Regions from separate parts of the Sus scrofa genome. Here region 1 is linked to region 2. Evidence: chromatin contacts called from public HiChIP or PLAC-seq data. All regions are on one chromosome and are shown on one strand. The core of a region is the stretch at or near the end of the contact, and the rest is flanking DNA. Distances in the headings are between cores, read along the strand shown.

Region 1 (3,184 bases), core at 404-2,903, 140 kb after region 2:
ACCCCTAGCCTGGGAACCTCCACATGCTGCAGGTGTGGCCCTAGAAAAGACAGAAATTCAATAAGTGAATAAATAAATAAATACCTGCTGAGCACTGTAATGGAGACCAGCAGGTTCCTGAACAGTATGTGCATGATCCAGCTTGATAAAAGAAGGACACACATGGCTGGCATGTTCATGTCCATCCACATAGAGAAAGAGGCTAGGGGGTGTCCACCAGGGTGATAATACTTATCTCTGGGCAATGCATTTGGGGTAGTTTTTTCCTTCCTTTTTTCTTAGCTTTATTTTTCAATTTTATCTTTCTATGTGTTTAAAAGGCCAAAAAAAGAAAAAGAAAAGAAAAGAAAAATAAAAAGAAAGCTCATATGTCAACAGAATCTGCCGTTGTCACTCCGTTCCTCATGTGTGACCTCAGTGCACACAAACTCTGGGGTTCCTCCTCTCGGAGATGCCCCACCTTCGCCCCTGCTGGAGATTCGCTGGGAATCAGCTCTGTTCCGTAGCTAGATTACAAGCCGCTGGAGAGCAAGTGAGCACCCTCTGTGTCAACCCTCCTCTGCGTCCTCCCGCGTGCCTGTGCGGTGCCTTGCACGCTGCAGCATCGTTATTTTTTATTGCTGCAGGTGCTAAATAAATCCTCAGTGACTGAGCTCAGAGCCAAACACATTTATCCTTGTCATCGCTCCAATTCTGTGTGGCTGGGATGGAGCCCAAAGCACTGGAGACGCAATAAATCTCTTCTTTGGGCCCCACCCATTTCTCCACCAAGCAGATGTGGTTGCCGGGAGCCAAGGTGGGGGTGCTGGGCTGAGGCCCTCTGAGTTGGGAGTCCTGGAGAAGGGCTGGTCGGCTTCACAAACTCTCTTCCCAGGAGGTGTGAGAGTTGGCTTTTGGCAGTGATTGCCCCAGAAGGAAGGGATGAGGCCCTGACCAGTTCCAAAGGCATCAGGTAAGCGCCATGCCTGGCCTCAGCCGTGCCTCGGCCCTTCCATCCCCATCACCATGAGCCGGGACAACTCACGTCACAGCTGGGGCCTCATCTTCCCCGCCCACGAAAGGGATACTAGCTCCTATATTTTGGATTCTCGTGAGGAAACAAATGAGATTATGCATGTATAACCCAACACAGAGCAAGAGCTTATAAGGATCCAGTGGCCCCTCTTAAAATGGTTTGAAAGTCCAAAGCCAGGCCTAAATCAGTAAGTGGCCTCCAGGGGGCTCAGAGTTCAGGGCTGGCTTAGTGCCTAGGACCCTTCCCCAGCCATCCAGGCGGCTGGGGATGTAACAGCATTTAAAGCCAGCTCTGGTTCTGACATGGATGGGGCCGTTCTTTCCCCTGTTTGCTGCAACCTTGAGTGGATTTGTGAAGCAGAAGCAGCACCCGTCAGGGCACAGAAGAGTAAGGCTGTGTTCAAGGCCACCCAGCATGAAAAATGGCTGCACGGGGGCCAGATGCTGCGGAGTTACTGCGCTGGGAGAGAATTCAGCATCCCTCCTAAGTCTCACCCCGATTTTGCTTTGCAGACTCTGGAATTTTCCATTCCATTTGTTTAATGCCATTTGCAGGGAAGGCTTCCCAGTGCATCTCGGGAAGGAATGTGCTGATGGTACTATATACAAACTTGCTTCTCCCCCGTCTTAGCCACACTAAGCGCCACGCCTTTAAGTAATTGTGACACATTCTTCTCAGGATATTTGAGGCACCGGGCAGAAGCCCTTGTGGCCTCCTTGCAGCTGCGTTCCTCCCAGACGGGGACCATGTCCCAGAGCTGGGGGCTGACTTGAAGGGGAAGTGTTTCTACCAAATTTTGTGGGTGATTTGGAGCCTCCTGTGCGTTCCCGTTTTTTGTTCTTCAAAATGCGGGGGGAGAAGGCTAGCTCCACTGGGGGCCGAGCGAATGTTTCTTGACATGAGGATGCTTGGTGATGGCCGCTGGAGGAACACAGCTGGGGATGGCGTGCAGCCATTTAGACACACTGGAGTTTCGCTTTTGACCTTTGGCTTCCACACAAGATTGAGGATAGAACACTTTTTCAAAGTCATTTTCTATTTACCTCACTAGTTCAAGGGCCATGGTGAAAGCGGGGAATCCAAAGTCTACCTAGACTCCTAGTTCTTATTTTGATTTATGCCAGTGGTTTGTAGCTTGTTTGTGTAACAAATATTTTGTAAACTCCCTTTAATATCCCAAATGAAATTCATGGATTATGTAAGCCATCTGTATACATTTTAAAAATATCTATGTAACACTCTAACACGGAGTTTTTAGTTGTATTTGGCTTTACCCACAGCATAGGCAAGTTCCAGGTACAGGGCTCTGATCCGAGCCACAGCTGCAACCTGTGCCAGATCCTTACCCACTGCACCACAATAGGAATGCTGAACACAAGAGTTTTTAACATGAGAACTACTGACATGGAGCCGTGGAACTTTACTTTTTTTTAATGGCCATTGCATCCAGCAGCTTGATGTGGGATCTCAGTTCTCAGACCAGGAATTGAACCTGTGCCCCTGAAGTGCACATGCCAAATCCTAACCACTACACCATCAGGGAACTCCCAGCCATGGATCTCTTCAAGTGCCATCCTGGGCCCCTTGTAGGAGGCTTAGCAGTATCCCAGGCCTCTACCCACTAAATGCCAGTAGTACCTCACCCCTAATTGTGACAACCAAAAAGTCTCCAGATATTGCCAATATGCAATTGCCAAGTGTCCCCTGGGGGTCAAAATCATCCTCCATTCAGAACCACTCCTCTAACATAAAAGATGATAAGGTATAATAAGGCAACACGTATTTCAATATTTAAATGCTCAAGCGCGACTGTAATGGGAGACACAACGAAGCAGCCAACAGCCTGCCCCTACTGACAGTGAAGGGGTTTAGACTTAAGAGAAGTGAGACCATCAGAAGCTCTATCTAGAAGAACAGAAAAAATGTAAGGGTAGACGTATGGATGGACATTAGAAGAGAAATGAGTGTTAGGCTAAGTAATAACAGGGAACACTTACCTGTACATAAGTGAAAGAATAAAATAACTATAATTAAAATGGAGATAGTATACTAAAACCAGTTATAGATGCAAAATTTTAAATGAGCTGGGACTTATAAATTAGTGCAGCATCAGGATGGTTCCCTATTTAATGACCAGGGGTATCGCTATAGTGATAGAATCTCTAGTAT
Region 2 (3,306 bases), core at 16-2,515:
CCATTGCCTAGACAGTGCTGTTTTAGAAAGCGGGAACCCACCCAGGCTCATGGTCCCAGGCCAAGGCAGGAAAATAATTTAAAGACAAAGGGGAGTGCATGGAGGGGAGACTCGAGGAGGTCTCCATCTTCCCATCTCACTGTGCCAAAGCCCATGTGGATGGTAACCTCTGGCCCAGGATCGGCGGCCTTCAAGGGCCTGGGTCAAGGACCATCCTCCACCAGCTTGAGAGAGATTTACTGAACAACTAAAAAACCATATTTGGATTTACTTTTTTTTTTTTTCCTTTTTTGTCTTTTTTTAGGGCCGCACCAGCGGCATATGGAGGTTCCCAAGCTAGGGATCTAATCAGAGCTGCTGCCGCGGCCTAAGCCAGAGCCACAGCAACGCGGGATCAGAGCCGCGTCTGCGACCTACACCACAGCTCACGGCAACGCCTGATCCTTAACCCACTAGAGCAAGGCCAGGGATCGAACCACAACCTCATGGTTCCTAGTCGGATTCGTTTCCGCTGGGCCACGATGGGAACTCCTGGGTTTACCTTTTTTTTTTTTATCGTGCTCGGGGCATATGGAAATTCGTGGACCAGGGATCCATCCCGCATCACAGCAGTGACCTGAGCAGCTACAGTAGCAATGCAGGATCCTTAACCCGCTGAGCCACAAGGGAACTCCTGGGTTTACGTTTTAACCTGGGAAAATCCATCATTTCTACTGGAATGCAAGTTTCTGGGCTTGTTGGATTTACCTTTTTTTATAAAATGCACAAAATAATGTTTCCTTTAGAATGCCCGTTCCCCTACCAAGAAAAAAAAATCACAAGATTTCATGTGTAACTGAAAAGCCTCTGCCATACAGAATCTTGGCAGAGGCACCTGTACCGCCTCCACCCTCCGGCCCCACGGTGGCGGGTAATTGGTCTTCTGAGCCGGAGCACCCCACCAGTCCCCTCCAGAGCTCTACGTCTACCCCCCTCCTCTCCTCACCCTCTGAATTTTAATCCAGGCGTTTGGAAGGAGGGAGGGAGCCAAACGGGAGCCAGATGTGTGCGAGTCCCCGGCTGCCGCCTCCTCCCTCCTCTCGGGCATTTTAAAACCCGGAGCCTAACTAAGGAGGATCCGGAGTCAGACGCGGCGCAAACAACTCCGCTCCCGGGCTCCTCCGGGAGTGGAAGCCAGGAGGGAGGGGGAAAGGAAGCCGAGCATGCTCAATAGGCGAGACAAAGTTTTTTTTTTTCTCCTTTTTTTTTTTTTTTTTTTTTTTTTTTTTTTTCGGTCGCAAGTAGGAAGCTTTTTGCACTCCACCACCTCTGGCGGCTGGGAAGACGTCATCGCTTCCGCCCTACTTCCTCCTCCTGTTGGCGGCGGTGAGAATCCAATATGGAGTAAATCGGTGGAGTCGAGAGATGGGGCTCGGACGGGGCGCCCTGCACCGCCTCCCAGGCGCACCTCCCCCGGCCTCCGACCGCTCCCCGGAACCGTGATTGGCCCAGCCCCCCGGGGGCGACCCAAGGCTGAGCCCCCACCGGCTGCTGGCCCTCTCCCGCTCTCCGCAGTCCCCGCCGCTCCACGGAGAGCTTGTTTTTCTCCTCCTCTCCCCCACCGCCGTCCCCTGCCCAAATCATTCCCCTCTGCCCGCTTCCGAACCCCGAGCCCCCGCCCGCCTCGACCCTCGGCGCTGCGGCGCTCGCTCCCCCCGACCCAAGCTTGCCTGTGCACCCCTTCCTCCAGACCTCACCCCGCGCTCCGGTCACCCAGCTTCCCCTTCTGCCTTCTGCGGCGCCCCCTTCATCTTTAGCACCCCCCCCGCCCCCACCAAATCAGGCGATCTCCGGAGATGTGAAGAAGGGGGGTGAGCGGACAGGAAGATGAAGGGAGCAAAGCTGCTCGCCGCGGGACAGGCGTCTAGGTGAACAGGAAAATGACCGAAGAAACACACCCGGACGAGTAAGTTTGGCCGCGGGGTGGAACGAGGGTGTCCCGCGGGGGCAGCGTGGAGTCCGGGGCTGAGGACGCGGGCGGGGACGCTGGTTGGGTGAACTTGGCGTGGGGTGCAGCGAATAGCTGGTCTGTGGGTTTAGGATGCGAGATTTGACCCCTTGTTGTTGAAGTGAGGAGGGGGCAAAAGCTGCTGCGGGCCGTTGGGGGCGCGCCTTGAGTCGGCGGGCTGGTGGCCGCTGCGGGGGCCAAGGGCGCGCGGGTGACCTCGGGGCTGTCCCCGCTCCCTCTCCGGGGACTCACAAACACCCCTCCCCCCGAGATCCTCGGCGGCGGGAGCGGAAGACCTGACACCCCCGCTCCGGCTCCCCGGCGTCGGTGGGTTTTAACACAGTGACTTTGTGACTCTCCCGCCCCGCTGCTCGCCCGACGCTCCTTTTGGGAGCCCTCTGGGGCCCAGGCTCCGCCATTTCGTTTTCTTGAATCGCTCTCATTTGCATACCACATTTTCATTCATAAAAAAACACGGCGGAGCGGAGAGAGGACTGGGCGCGGGCTGCGCGGGGGTCTGCGTGCGCCTGTGTCCCCGCGAGGGCCGGCGTGCAGGAGCTGCCCAGGGGTCTCGCAGCGCTTGTGAGTGAATTTGCACGCGCTGCCGGGCCCGGGACTGGCGCCCCCCGCGGGGTCTCTGCTGCTCCTGGGGGAGGATCCGAGGGTGTGCGGCGGGAGCGTGCGGGGCAGCGGGCGGGCGTGTGTATGTGTGTGTATATATGTGTGTGTGCGCGTGCACAAGCGTGCGTGCCCGGCCCGCGGGCCCGAGGGGAACAATGCTCTGGGCGCTTCGTAGTGGGGGCTCCCGGGCGGATTCACCGCCCACCGCGGGACCGGTGTCTTTCTCCAGCGCCCTGCCAAGGTGCACCTCCCTCCCGCCCTCCAGTCACGGAGTCGGGTTTGGCTTTCTTCCATCCGCGCCCGAGGCGTTTCCGATCGCGGGTACAACGGAGGGAGGGACGCCGGGCCCTTGCCTGAGGTCATCCGATCCGGGTCCGAGCGGTCACCACACCGCCACGGCCGCCGCTGCTCAGTGGCAGTGCCCGCCACCAGCCACTTTTTTTTTTTTTTTTTTTTTTTTTTTTTGTGAATAAGACGCTCTCCTTTATTGTCACATGATATCCCTCCCCTCCTCCCCTGCACATTCATAAATCCGGAGCTTGCCTCGGCTCCTTTCATTCAGAGCTGCCATTAGCCAAGGTAGTGGCGGCGCCGGCTGGGTTTCTTTGGCTTGGGCGCAGGGAACCGGTCGGCAGCCGTGGGGACTTGTCTGAAGCGAGGCCCAGCACGCGTCTGCGGGGGCGTGGGGGCTGTGGGTA

The links. HiChIP or PLAC-seq counts read pairs in DNA pulled down with a chosen protein or histone mark.
Region 1: a contact with region 2 is called in an H3K27ac HiChIP or PLAC-seq map of skeletal muscle. The contact joins the enhancer-like site here to the promoter of SPRED2 in region 2. A contact is called at or near these places in 5 of 47 Hi-C or Micro-C datasets (fibroblasts, heart right ventricle, liver and 2 more) and 2 of 2 datasets of contacts at active chromatin or transcription factors (alveolar macrophages and skeletal muscle).

What each region holds. Positions count from the first base shown.
Region 1 is chr3:76,670,993-76,674,176 of Sscrofa11.1, forward strand. No RefSeq gene overlaps it. Among named protein-coding and RNA genes, the nearest start is that of ACTR2, 57 kb to the right of the region's middle. Within about 2 kb of position 1,654, at least 3 of the 83 cell types and tissues checked have an H3K27ac peak or open chromatin away from gene starts, as enhancers often do. A contact at or near this core is called in skeletal muscle, where this site is marked.
Region 2 is chr3:76,526,381-76,529,686 of Sscrofa11.1, forward strand. SPRED2 (sprouty-related, EVH1 domain-containing protein 2) reads left to right here and starts at 1,266. Exons shown (of 7, transcript XM_021087442.1): 1 at 1,266-1,945. The coding sequence starts at 1,920.